Regions from separate parts of the Neogale vison genome. Here region 2 is linked to region 1. A link is a contact called in public Hi-C data. All regions are on one chromosome and are shown on one strand. Each heading gives the region's core, a stretch centred on a gene start, on an enhancer-like site or on the middle of the called end of the contact. The rest is flanking DNA. Distances are from core to core; before and after follow the strand shown.

Evidence for each region. A called contact is a pair of places that touch in the nucleus more often than the background predicts.
Region 2: a contact with region 1 is called in a Hi-C map of fibroblasts, with 7 times the contacts expected there. The contact joins the promoter of TRIB2 here to the enhancer-like site in region 1. A contact is called at or near these places in 2 of 3 Hi-C or Micro-C datasets (fibroblasts and muscle).

Annotation. Positions count from the first base shown.
Region 1 is chr8:134,921,890-134,928,812 of ASM_NN_V1, forward strand. No RefSeq gene overlaps it. Among named protein-coding and RNA genes, the nearest start is that of TRIB2, 180 kb to the right of the region's middle. Within about 2 kb of position 3,997, the one cell type or tissue checked has open chromatin away from gene starts, as enhancers often do. A contact at or near this core is called in fibroblasts, where this site is marked.
Region 2 is chr8:135,103,129-135,109,811 of ASM_NN_V1, forward strand. TRIB2 (tribbles homolog 2) reads right to left here and starts at 2,210. Exons shown (of 3, transcript XM_044262059.1): 1 at 552-2,210. The coding sequence starts at 821.

The DNA.
Region 1 (6,923 bases), core at 2,747-5,246:
CGGGTTGGTCGAGCCTGAAGACAACTCAACTGTTCAGGAGGTTTCTCAGCCGACTAGGCAAAGACCACAATCAGGACCAAGTCCGTAGGAGCCGGGGAGGAGAAAGTTGATGTATTTAAGAATGGTGGGTGAAATCAGTGTGGTAGAAGTAATTGTTGGGCGGTAGAAGGTTAGGAGGTGAAAAAGAGAGGAAGAGGTAACAACAATACTCTTAGGTCATCTTTTATTTTTTAACATTTTATGTATTTTTTGTCAGAGAGTGTGAATGAGAGAGCACAAGCAGGGGGAGCATCAGGCAAAGGGAGAAGGAGAAGCAGGCTCCCCGCTGAGCAAGGAGCCCGATGTGGGACCCTATTCCAGGATCCCGAGATCCTGACCTTAGCTGAAGGCAGATGCTTAACTGACTGAACCACCCAGGTGTCCCTCTAGGGCATCTTTAACTGGGGTGTCGATGTGGGCTGAGAGAAGATCACAGGGACACAAGAAGTTAATTCATTGCGCTTCTAACACTTTTTAGTTTAAAGAAGAGTAATGAAGGAGGACTTAGCTTATCGAGCTCAAAACGTCATAGAACTCTAGCAATCGAGTCAGTGTGGGGTCATCAGGAGAGCCAGAGCGGCCAAACTACTTGGGAAGTACAGAAGAGGACAAAGAATTTGTTCACATTGTAGACACGTTGACATGTCTGGTGTATTCATGGGACAAAGGCAGAGCACCTGATTACACTTTTGAAAAAATAATCTAAAATTCTTAATTTAGGGCTAAGATAAAAATTTCCATAAGAAAAATAAATTCAAAGAAAATATTCATGCATGCTTACATAGGGGGGTGAAAAAGGCTTTACTCTTATTCCAAAAAGCACAGCCACAAAGGAAGACGTGAATAAATTAGATTGAAAAAATCTATCCTATCAAAAAACGTCATAAATGAAATGACAAGACAGTAAGTTAAGATAAAATCTGCAGTGTGTAAGACAGTGAAGTTAATACATTAAATATTTAAATATCTAATAAAATGATAAAAAGGCAGAAAAAAGTCCTAGTGGAAAAATTCACAAAGGATTGAACAGGAACAACCCAAAATGTTATAAATATTATAAATAAAGGTATATAGGATAAAATGTTCAATCTCCCTAGAAAGATTTACAAAGATGAAAAAATTTGGCAGGAATGTTGGCTGGTATGGGCTTTCCAAGAAACAATTAGATATTATGTATCAAAATCATACGTTATACCCAGAAGCTCTACTTCCAGGCATCTATCTGATACCAGTGCAAAAGAATGTCCATTACAGTGTTGTTTATAAATGCAAACTGAAAGAGAACCTAAATTGTCCAGTATTAAAATTATTTGCTTAAATTACAGTGTATTTATACAATGGGATTATACAGTCCCATCAAAGAAAAAAAAAAAAAAAAGAAAGAAAAAGCGAAGTCATATCCCATGATATAGAAACGTTTTCTCTTTCCAGAACACTTGTGTATTTCGTGAGCCTTTATCGATTTGTTCACTGTGGTAGCTCTGGAGCCTAGAATCTAGCACGTAGCAGACCCTCAGTGCATGTTTGTTAAATGCGGCAGGCAGAATTCTAAGATGGCCCCAGGTGGCACGTTCGTGACAAATTACATTTTGTGGCAAAAGGAAGTTTGCCATGGCATTAAGGTTACTTATCAGTCGATCTTAAGCTAGGGGAGATCCTCCAAGTGGGGCTCACATAATTAAAAGAGGCCTTTAGTGGGCGCCTGGGTGGCTCAGTGTGTTAAGCCGCTGCCTTCGGCTCAGGTCATGATCTCAGGGTCCTGGGATCGAGCCCCGCATCGGGCTCTCTGCTCAGCTGGGAGCCTGCTTCCTCCTCCCTCTCTCTGCCTGCCTCTCTGCCTACTTGTGATCCCTGTCTCTGTCAAATAAATAAATAAAATCTTAAAAAAAAAAAAAAAAAAGAGGCCTTTAGATATTGAGGTATTTCTCCAGATAGCAGCAGGAGAATAAATTAGGGAAATTCAGAGGCTGGGTAGACTCTATGAGAAGGAGATTCTCCATGGCTGAGATGGAGAATCACTGACAAGGCCCTGATAGCAGCCTCTAGGCAATAAGAAGGGATCTCTGGTCAGCATCCAGCAAAACCACAAAGTCCTCAGTCCTGCGATTACAAAGGACTAACTTCTGCCAACTGAATGATTCTACAGGATTCTACCCTAGAGCCAGACCCACAGGTACCTTGACTCTGCCCTTGGGGTTCCCTTAGCTGAGCCTGCCTAGACGTCTGACCTGTAGAACCATGAAAGAAATGAGTGTTGTTTTAAGATATTAAGTTTCTGGTAATTTGGTATACAGCACTAGAATCCAATAATTTTGCTCAAATAAGCAGATTACCAAGCAGCGCATACGGTCTGATTCTTTTCTATGGTTGCTGCTCTTCACATTCATGTATCTGTAAGTTTGCACAAGAAAACCAGCTGAAGTACACAGTGATGTTAATAGTGGGGGGCTTTTTGTTATTTTTTCTTGTTGTTATTGGAGAATTGAATTAAATTGAACCAACTTTAACCACTAGACCCGTGGAAAATCTGATAACCCATTATTTCCATGGCCTCAATAGCATAGAGTAAGCTTGGCCATTCTTTAAGGCCCTCTCAAATGCCACCTCACCATTGGAGCCACTCTGTCTCCTCCGGCTACCTGTTCACAGAATGTGTAGCTCTGGCTTTGAGACACAGAAAATTGGGGTTTGAAAACGAACTTCACGACTTATGAGCTTTTTAAATTTGGATGATTTAGGTGACTTCTTGTGGATTCAATTTCCCCAAATGTGAATTGAGAGTGAGAATACTCACCAGATAGGGTCCTCACGAAGATTCACTGGGAAAATAAGTGCAGAGCAGATAGTAGAGATCGTACTGAGCCCCTGGTAACCCGCAGGACCCGCCGGACAGGTGCTTGCTGATTCATTGTAGTTCCATCTGTCAGGGTCGTGCTGTTATCAGAGCTTCCGGTAGTGGTCTCGGCCACCGTTCTTCTGCAAGTATGTCTGAATGTTCCCAAGTACTTAACTCAGTGCATGGCACCTGCCGGGGGCTTAGTAGCTTCTGGTCCAATTACTGCATGGAAGAGGAAAATAAATCTTGGTAAAACTGAACGTTCAATTCATGAGGCAACGCAGGCTGCAGTAATACCGGACTGCCACAAGATGTCAGTCTGAATAGGAAAGCTCTGCATTTCAGGAATATTCTGGATAATCTGTCCCTTCCCTCCTGTAGGACTCCAGGAAAACACACAGTTGCAATACTGTAAAGGCAGAGGCACACTGCCGAAATTTGCGCACCTCCCTCCTGTTTAATTGTGTGGATCAATACATTCAAGGCACAGCTGCTGATTTACAGAGAAAAATATCTCTGCCCAGCTGCTAGACCTAAATTAAGACCCCAGGAGACTTCGTCTGGGGACAATTCTACAGGCACAGGCTTTTTTCCTTTTCCCTGCCTTAAATCTGCACCTCTGGGCCCGGGTGAAGAGACAACATGGTAACAGAGAAAATGCACCTTCAGGTTCTGATTCCACCGCTGACCATTTCTGTTTGTCTAAGTTCTTCAACCTTTCTGAGCTTCATTTTGTCATGTGAAAAAAAGAAGAAAATGAATATATAGAAGTTACAGGTAGACTGTTGCAACCATAGAGACTTATGCAGAACAGCATTCCAGAGTATCCTGGAATCAAAAGGCAGGATTTTCTCTGCAGTCCTGAAAGGATTTGGGCACTGAGCTACTTAGTCTGGAGCATTCTATCAGTAAGGGATCCACAAGTTCTCTGAATAAGGCTTGCTTTGACACGGCCTCCAACAGTAGCTTTCCCTTTCAGAAACACACTCTGTTGAGCACACACACACACACACACACACACACACACAAATTGCTCCTTACCAGTCTCTAAAAAAGGGTATGAATGTCATTGTCTCTCTGGTTTCCTGTGGTCTCCATAAAATCTCCAACCAGAGTATTCTGGGCTCATAAAAATGTCCACAGCCCGTTTCTCATCTGCCTTAATGACGTTTCCTAATGGCTGACATTGACATTGGCATCTTTTCTCTGGGGAAAGTGTTGTGAGACTGGCTTCCCCCTTCCCCCAAATAGCTGGTGTGAACAGCCCAGGAGCTGGAATGCAGAACTACAGTTTTTCTCTTCCCATGAAGAGATGTATCCTCCAAGATGTGGGAACTCTGCCCCATTTCCTGTGGCAGCAGGCAGAGAGGCCGGCCCCACTGCCATCAGGAAACAGTTCATAGTCTGGACCAAGGAACCCAGCACGGTGCTGCTCCTGTAGTTTCAGGGAGGGGATAAAGGAATCAACAGTGAAGACATCACTGAGCATTGATGACATGTAAAAGATTTATAAGTCACGAAGTAAGGTAATCTTTAGAAAAGAATCACATTATTTTGTTCAAAATACATAGTCGCGTCACTTGATCAGGCCATTTCAAGGAACCCGAGGGGAAACCAGCATGGTCATAAACAGCTCTAGGGATGAATGCCAGCTAGTCCCTGGGACGGGGATGAGAGTGTGTCAAGGAACAGACGGAGAAAGGGGAGCATCAAGTAGAGTGTTCTGAGAACCCAGAGGAGGAAGATGGCAGTTGTGATGGGGAACTTCTTGGAAGCTAACTGGCTGAGGAGAGCTGTGCCTTTGTCACCCCTTGCTGGCCACCTGCTCTGTGGGGACCCGCTGTGCTGCATGTTGACACCCGTGGCTGTGGGGCCCCTGAGGCTGGTCCAGGTAGCAGTCTTAAGGAGGAGCAGGGTTTTTTCCTGGGTCTGGGGATATAAGGATGAATGATGCCCAATTTTTGTTCTCCAGGGGCTCACAGTACAGTGGGAGTTAAAAGCATAAAGAGCCCACTGTAACAAAAAGAAAAAAAGAAGGAAAATGATGAGCATTTGGAAAGAAATGAAATGACAGAACTCAGACCGTCCATCCGGGCAGAGCACGTGTTGCTGTGTCTCTACTCAGGCAGTGGAACCTTCTCTGATGAAGCACCATTCATTAAAGGACCCACCGTCACTCGCTTTGGGTGTCCCATTTGGTTTGACATAACAGAAGCGCCTCTGCTGATGACTTCGATTTGTGTTTGCCTGTCAGTGGTAGGAGAAGACACTGTAGATGATCAGAAAGTTCTAGGTTTAAATCTTACTTCCTACCCATTGACCTTCAGTCGCCTAACCCCTAAAAACAGAGAAGACAATACATTACTGAGTTATTTTGTTGATGTTGGGGGAGGGGGACTAACCACGATGGTGTTTGCAGTTTCCATGACAGGGTTTAAGGCATCTGTCGAAACTGAGCACAGGGGTTCTCCCTTTCTTGCCCCTCTCTGCGCCAGGACTCTATCTGGAAAGGGAGCCATGCGTATGTGTTGTTATCTAAATAACGCTGCTAATAATAAAACCAAACACTACTATTCACCCTCTTCTGGGTAATGGCTATGTCTTTCTTCTTCCACTGCAATCATAGCTGCTGATTTTACTGCCCCTGCCTTCTCTGTTAGGAAAGACGCCTGTTTATCTTTTCTGCCTTTGGGTCCCCTCCTCCTGTCCCCCAGGAAATGACTTTCAGCAACCAGGGTACAAGGAGGGGGATGTGAAAAAGTTTAACCTGCAGGTGGAGAGATGAGAAGCTCAGTATTCTCCAGTATCTTTTTTGTATCTCGGGTTTTTTGTTTTGTTTTTTTTTTTCTCAGATTCTCTTCCTCTCTCACCCATCCCCCCAAATTATGTTGCATCTGGGTGTCTAAATCCTGCTCACAGCTGTGCCAATGCCTTCCCCACTCTTTCCATCTGCCTGTTTGTTTTTCTTGGTTTTAGTTTGCAGTCTGCTATTTTGTATAAGCAAAATTATCCTTTCATGTCTTACCCATTTCGGTGGTTTCTTCTGGTTATTGTAAACTGCAGCATCTGTGGTGCTTGTCTCCTAATTATATTTCCAGCCTTCTAATAGGAAGGGCAAACAGGCATATGGAACAGCAATACGGAGCCTTCTGCACCCCTGACCTCCATGTAGGAGCCCTCGCAGAATCCGCACAGCTCTCCAGGCTATTTCATCGAGCTCAGCTTGCTAAGATAACACACAAACCTCTGCTCTATAGAAATGATGATAACTCAAATTTAGACAAAGCTCCTGGGCACATTTTCCTCATAAATGAGTCATCGTGGCTCTCAAAGTATGACTCTATAAGTAGATACATATCTCCAATTTCCTGGTTCTAGTGAAACTCAAATTATTTGGTCAGCTGAGTCAAAGTAAGAACAGAGATGGCAAGAATGCTAATCAAGAGATCAGGATTTGATACCCAATATGGAGAATAACTTGTTGAGTGTTTGGGGGAAGGCCCCACAGAATCCCTTGAACTTAGTTTTCAAATCAGTCCAATTAGCAGCTACTGGTCTAGATGATCTATGAGGTAAATGAGCAGAATTGATTCAACCAATGAATTGTTCATTGTACCAATAATGTATTAGAAATTAGAGAAACTAAGATGAATTGAATAGTGTCCCTGTTCCAAAATGAGTTCACAGTATAATAATGGGGAAATCCAATAGGTAATCAGATGATCCTAGCACAACAGGTGCTAGCATAAAAGCATGAACAGTTCTCTGCATTGTTCATCTATTCCAAGATCTATTCCAAGGATCATTTTCTATAAAGAAAACATATTTTAGGCTTCGCATCCCATACAATGTCTGTTGCAAATATCCCCTTCTGCCATTACAGTGTGAAAGCAGCCACAGATAGTAGGCAAAAAAAAAAAAAAAAGCAAGGCTATGTTCCAATAAAACTTTATTTACAAAAACAGGTGGTGGGCTGGATTTGATCCATAGGCTGCAACTCACTCACGAACAAAATTCACTGAGATTAGTCTTCAGTGAATTCCTCATT
Region 2 (6,683 bases), core at 960-3,459, 180 kb after region 1:
TCCTTGCCCGCGCTGGGCCCCTGGCTCAGCCAGAGGGGACACCTTTGTGTGTCTCTTTTAAAGGGCACCTTCCGAACAAAGGTTTAACACCTGCACGCTTCTAAGAACAATGGCTGCGAAAGGAACCCAGTCATCAGTGCCTTCAAATTAGCGGGGATTCCCTACTCCACGGTGGAAGGCGAGGGGGCTGGCTAGACCCAGGGAGAACCCCCTCGGGCAGCGGAACCCGGCCCTGCGCCGAGGCGCTCCACGAGCCTTTGGGAGAACGCGTGTGCGTGGCCCCCGCGCAGTCCCGCCGCCCTTCCCAGCCCCGGGCTCTCCCCGAAACGCCCCCGCCGCAGCCCGCCCCATTGTCTGCAACGCACTAAAAACTTCGCAACTAGTCGAACGTGAACAAATAAATAAACCCATTTAACGAGGCCACAGATAATTATCCCGCGAGCCTCCCTCCTCCGGGCTCCGGAGCTTGGCGACCTCCCGCCCCCTCCAAACGGCCGGCCGGGGAACCTTTTTAAAAGACAAAAAGCGAAAACAAGCCCCGGGCTCTTTACCTTGCACACCAGCTCCTCCCCACTGTGCAGATGCACGGCACGAAAAACGTGGTCTCCCTCCAGAGGTTCCAACAATAAGTATTTCCCGATGCAAGAAACGCAATGCGACAAGTTCGGAGTCTCGGGCGGGCTCGGGGAGCCGAGGTTCGGGCTGAAACTCTGGCTGGGTTCGGCGGACCTTATAGACGACAACTCTTCGAAATCCTGGGTTTTGTTCCGCGATCTCCCATATCTTGCTATTGTGATGGGGGTAGACCTGTGTATGTTCATGAGTGTGGGGATCGCACTCGGCAAACAAAAAACCCGCTGGAGAGATGAGTCGCGGGCGAGCGCGGCTGCAGGCGCCTCCGTGCCACGGATTTTAAAACGGAACGAGAGGGGAGGGGACGGGAAGGGGGCTACGTGGAGAAGAGAGTTGGAAGCCCCCAGATGGGCGCCGCCAGGCACCTTGTCGGCTCCGAGCCCGGCTCCCGGGGGTGCTCAGTCGGCAGGAATTCGGGTCCTTTTGTTACCCCCAAAGCAGCCGGCGATGTGCAGAATCTCCGCACTTTTAGTTTCTCTCTCTTTCTTTCTCTCTTTCCAGCGCGGATCTAGACGAGCGACCCGATTGCTAAGGTGGGGAGCTGCAGCGCCAGGTCTCCCGAAGCGATCCCCACGCAGGCTTCCGAATCGCAGACGGGGCGGGGGAGCCCTGCTGTAGTTTACGCGATCCTCGAGCCGCGCGCGGCCGCAGCTCGGTCCCCACGCGTTAGAAACCAAACAAAAAGAAAAAGGAAATAAGCACGGGGCTACCGGCTCGCGCCGCACGGCAGACAGAATCCGCGCTGCACCCCCTTTTTTGGTGGAAAGGGTGGGGGGCGTGGAAGGGGGGGGGACGCCGGAGAGGGTAGTTACCTACGTTTTAACTGTAGATGGCGTCTGAGACTTTTCCAAGGATCGCAAGAGATATCCAAAATTTAAACAAACAGACAAAAAAAAAAAAAAAAGGGAAAAAAAAAAAAAAAACAGAATAGCAAGGGAGCATTTAACTTAGAGCGGTCAGCGCTGCCAACAAAAGATTGCAAAAGCTGGGCACAGAGTTGCGGCGCGGGCCGGGCGCAGGTACCGCGACAAAGCCCAGGTTGGCCCGCCGGGCGGAGGTCAGCATAGGCTCATGCTGCCGCTGCTCGCTCGTGCTCCAGATCGTCCTCCGAATAAAGCTAGAACTGCGGCCAGGGACGAGGGTAGATCCGTGGTCTCCGATGCCCCCGGCACGAGCTTCCGGGGGGGTGAGGGGGTTCCTCCGGGCGCTGGAAGGGGATGAGCCCCCAGCCAACCTGCGGCGTTCCTTTCCCGCTGGATAACTGGGTCTTGCCTTGGAATAATTTACAACCACTCCGTCTCCCCCGACCCTAAACCTAAATTGCCCGGTGGGGTTTGTTTTGGAGAAAATTGATGGCTTTTCTTCTTCGTCTTTTTTTTTTTTTTCTTTCTTCCCCAGAGGTAAGAAGAATGTGTATTTAAAATTGAAGGGGATGGCCGATGGTGCCCGAGGCCAATCCCCGAGCTCAGCACGCCCGCAACTCCCGGCGAGGCGGTATTAATAGTTACTTACGTGGCCGGGGATCTCGGAGCGAGCGGGGCCCTGTGTGCGCGTGTGTGCGCGCGCGCGCCTCGCTCGCGCTCCGTCTCCCCATTCAATGTCACCGACACATTTCCACGGAGCCTCCGCCCCCCCCCCACCCGCAGCTCCCGCGACTGGCTCAGCCCAGGGCCGGCCCCGCCCCACCCCCGCCCGGGCCCCCCTCATTGAGCCGGGCGCCCATCAATCAGCCCCGCCGCTGCCAGTCCTCGGGCGGCTCCCCCGCGCCCGCCGGCCGCTGCCACTGCCTTTGCAGCTCCCGGCCCCGGCGCGGGCCTGGCTCGGCAGCCGCGCAATATCCTTCCGCGGCCCGGGGCTGGGAGAGAGCGCACCCGCGACCGGGAGCGAGGGTCGCGGCACCTCCGCCGGCCTCAGACTGCGCGCCCGGCCGCAGCGGCTGAGCGGGAGTGGCGGGGCCGCAGCTGCCCACGCGTCTCCCCGGAGCGGCTCCATCGGCGCTCAGGGTGCTTCTGGGTACCTAGTTCCTCTTCCTGGCGCGTTTCCCCGGAAAGCCGGGCATCCTGAGAGCACCGGGCCGCTGCGCTTCTGATGCTGCTCAGAGCCAGGAGCCCTTCCCTGCTGGTGATCCCTTGCATCGGCGGTGCTGCCCGTAGTTTCAAAAAGTAGTTTCATTATCTCTCCCCAACACTCAAGTCCCCATTTAAAAAGAACACAGTTGCTTGCTTTGGGTTGATATCGCCCTCCTGTTACCACCTCCCTACCCCTCACTCTCCACCATCGGGGGCTTTGAGTGTTTTCAGCATGAAGACACCTTTTGACTCAGACCGAATTTAATCACTAATTCTCCTGTCAGGGCAGTGCCCAGAGGACCTTGGTGTCCATTGAAACAGACGCCCGCACGCACGCTGTCACGTGCTCTTGGCTCCCACCAAGCGCGGGGCTGTGCAAGATCTCTTCTGTTATCCACCCTCGTTCCGTTCCCCCACCCCGGTGCGCACAAGTACAACAAACGCTTTCAACGTTGAGAATCAGGTGCAGTTTCACAGGTCGCCCATCCTGGTCAGTTATTCTCAACTTTCTGGGGAGGCTCCAGTTCTCTGGTTTGGGCAGAAGCACCCCAGGCCAAGGTCTTGAACTCCTCCAGAGGCTTGGGTCTCAAGGCCTAAAACTGGTATATCTTGGGAAACCAAAAGCAATGTGGATGAACATCTTACAAAAAAAAAAAAAAAAAAAAAAAAAAAAAGAGGAAAGAAAGAAAAAAGCAAGGGACTGGGAAAAGTGATTTAAAAGATTCTTGGAGTCCTCTGAGCTTCTATATGGACGTATGCATATTTTCTAACACAGGAGGGACAGGGGACCATACAATTTATTGTCCACAGTAGGACTGTTTTGAGTAGAAAGGGGACCTATTTATAATTATGTGCAGCTGAGTTACTCTAGAGATAAGAAGTTCCTGGAAGTTGGCCAGAGAGGACATGGAGGAGTAGACAGAAGGCCACCACAGGGCCAGAGTTTGAAAAGAAGGTCAGGAAATGGCTTTGTGGGTCCTGGCACTTCTCACCATCGTAGTGCTCTCGCAAAACCTACCTAGGACTCTGTCCCTGGCCCCATGGGAGTTCATGAGTTCCCGCAGACTATCACCGTGACTGCCAAGTAAAGTCCTTTAATCCAGTTCTTTCGCCTGAAGACACTGGAGTGTTTGTGTCCGTCTCAGGAGCAGACCTGAAGCAGCCTCTGCAGATGGGTCAGAAAGGCACTGGCCTCCTCCGTTACAGTGGCCACCAAGACTGCTTTATTATAACGAGGGGCTGGGAGCATTGTCCCAGTCCCATCTGGGCCTCTGATTTCAAATGAAAATTGAGTCAAGACTTTTTTCCTCCCTGGGTCCCTGTTTCTTCAACTGTAAAATGAGAAGCATAACACCCGCCCTGCTCAGCTCACGAGATTGCTTTAGAATTATATTTTCAATTCCAGGAAATCTATGCAGGCTTCCTATAAGCCAGGCCCTGTGCTGGTTGTTAAGGACCCACATATGAGTAAGATTTGGTCTCTGCCACCCAGGAGCTCAGAGTCTAGCCCCAGACAAGGCATGGAAATACATCATTTCATTGCATAACAATGTGGCAATTAGAATATCAAGGGAGCATACAGGAAGAAACAACTTTTCCTGGACTTCAGGGAGTTTTCCCAGAAAATGTAATTCCTTTTTTTTTTTTTACCTTGAACTAATCCAGAGCAAATGTTTACTGAAACCTACTATGTGCCAGACACTGGGTATGGAGATACAATGATATAAAAATATATATGTGCTGTCTTGGTGGGCCTTGGAAAAATTCTATGAGCCATAAGATGACATGAATAAGAGATCCTCGTGGACATTTCAGGCAGAAAGAAAAATATGCAGAAGCAAAGGAGTGGGATCCTCTGAAATTTCTAGTTGACTCACCACGCTTCAGTATTGGCAGTTTGGGAGCAGTGGCCAGGCCTGCAGCTGGCCAGATGGGTTGAAATTAGCATGGGAAGGGACCGGAAGGCCATCTAGAGACCATGCTCTCCTTGGTAGAGGAGATACAGCGTCAAATCTGGCGTTAAACTGAGAAGTGGCAGGGTCTGATTGGGGTTTTAGAAAAATCAGGCTGCAGATCATGTGCATGCTTTCCAGAACATTCCAGCGAGCTTCCCAGGAAAGAGAGAGCTCTGTACCTAGAGAGATCAAGAAAATTATAAACTGATAGTGGTGTGTAACTGATGCTTATATGACTGATGGTGTATTTATTACTTCTGATATGAAGTATGCAGTGACTACTTCCTCCTCATTCTCCAAGACCAGGTTCATGTCCTTTGGAAGCTACTGCCATACACGGTAAATTAGATAATTATACCAAGTGCCTTCAACATTCTTATGCTTATTAACAGTCATCCTGGTCAGATCGGAAAAAAGCAAGTAGTGGGAAGATCTAGGTGGGATTTCTCATTCACGCACTATTTAGCCAGATGGCCTTGGATGAATTTAGAATATCTTAATTATACAGTAAAATTATTATCTGAATTTTACCTAACACATGAAAATTCTGGAAGATGTGTATAAGGCAACAAGCATAATGTCTTGCATGTAGTGGAAAGAGTTATTATTATTATTACTATTCTTACTTTTATTATGATTAGAATATACATCTGCAGAGCAATCCAGCATGCAATGATTAATAATAGTAATAATAGATAGGGGCACCTGCATGGCTCCGTCGGTTAAACATCTGCCATCAGCTCAGGTCGTGATCTGAGTCCTGGGATTCAACCCTGATTGGGCTCCCTGCTCAGGGGGGAGTCTGCTTCTCCCTCTCCCTGTGCCCCTGCCAGCTGCTCATGCTCTCTCTCTCAAATAAATAAATACAATCGTCTTAAAAATGGGAATAATCGATAAAATAGATAAAATGCCTAAAGTATCAGGAAGATGTGTGGGAGCGGTTAAACATACAGTGGTAGGAATGGCTACATACCATATGTAGTTATGATTTAAAAAAAAAAAGCGGTAATTAGAGAAGGGAGGCCCATGTTAACCCATCTACTTTAATCCAGATTGGATCAAATCCAGTTGTCTTAGTTTATTAGCCTGCTGTGCATGCTTTCCAGAATATTCTCCATTTTGTAATGAATTTAACTGCTCACTCCTTTACGTCAAGGCTCATTAGTTCATCCATTCAGTAAGCATGTAGTAGTAAGTACCTGAGAGGTGTGAATTCTTAAGCTAAGGGCTGTGTTTATTGACTTGATCAATGGTTTTTGAAAACAATTCCTAAGATGACTGTATCACTTCAAGTCTACCAAAGGTGATGACCTTCAGCTTTCTTAAGCAGCTCATACAGTAAACCCTAGCTAGGCTCAAAAACTTGTGACCAACTTCCAGGACAAATTGTAGAGAATGTACCTTATGCCGATGTTCAGACCCCATGACTTCAGAACGGTCCGTTTCCATTGGGGTCTCTGTGAATGACAGCCCTGGAGGCGTACAGAGCAGTTTTCCCAGCTGGGTGTGGAGTGTGGAGTTTAGACTCATTGGGCTGGAATTCAAGAAGTTGACCACTTCATCTCCTCCTCTCATCTGTTCTTTGTGTAAGGAGGAAGGGAAATATCCAGGCAAGAAGGTACCCTCGTCCACTACTGTACCCACTGGAGATGCATTTCGCCAGGTTTCCAGTGACCCTGGGGTTTAAGTGCAGTCGGGGCTGGGAAGGTATTAATACTTTGCTGAGAGAGGGAAGAGGAGAAATAAGATGATTGCCTCGGTACCCCTCCAGCTTTTAAGATCCAAATGCAGCCTGTGGTTTGCTTCTAGGTTCTATGCCATAAATTGCCCCATTACTTTGGAATCTTCTCAATTACTAACTTTAATGTTAGTTATATTTAATTATGCCTTTTGAGTACGGCTTTCTTTCTCTCTGGTTCTTACACAATGCTTCAAAATAAGTATCATTATCCTCGCTTTACAGATGAAGGAACCAGGACCCAGATAGATCAATTAATTTTTTTCCATGGTGACCGTGCAGGGGTAT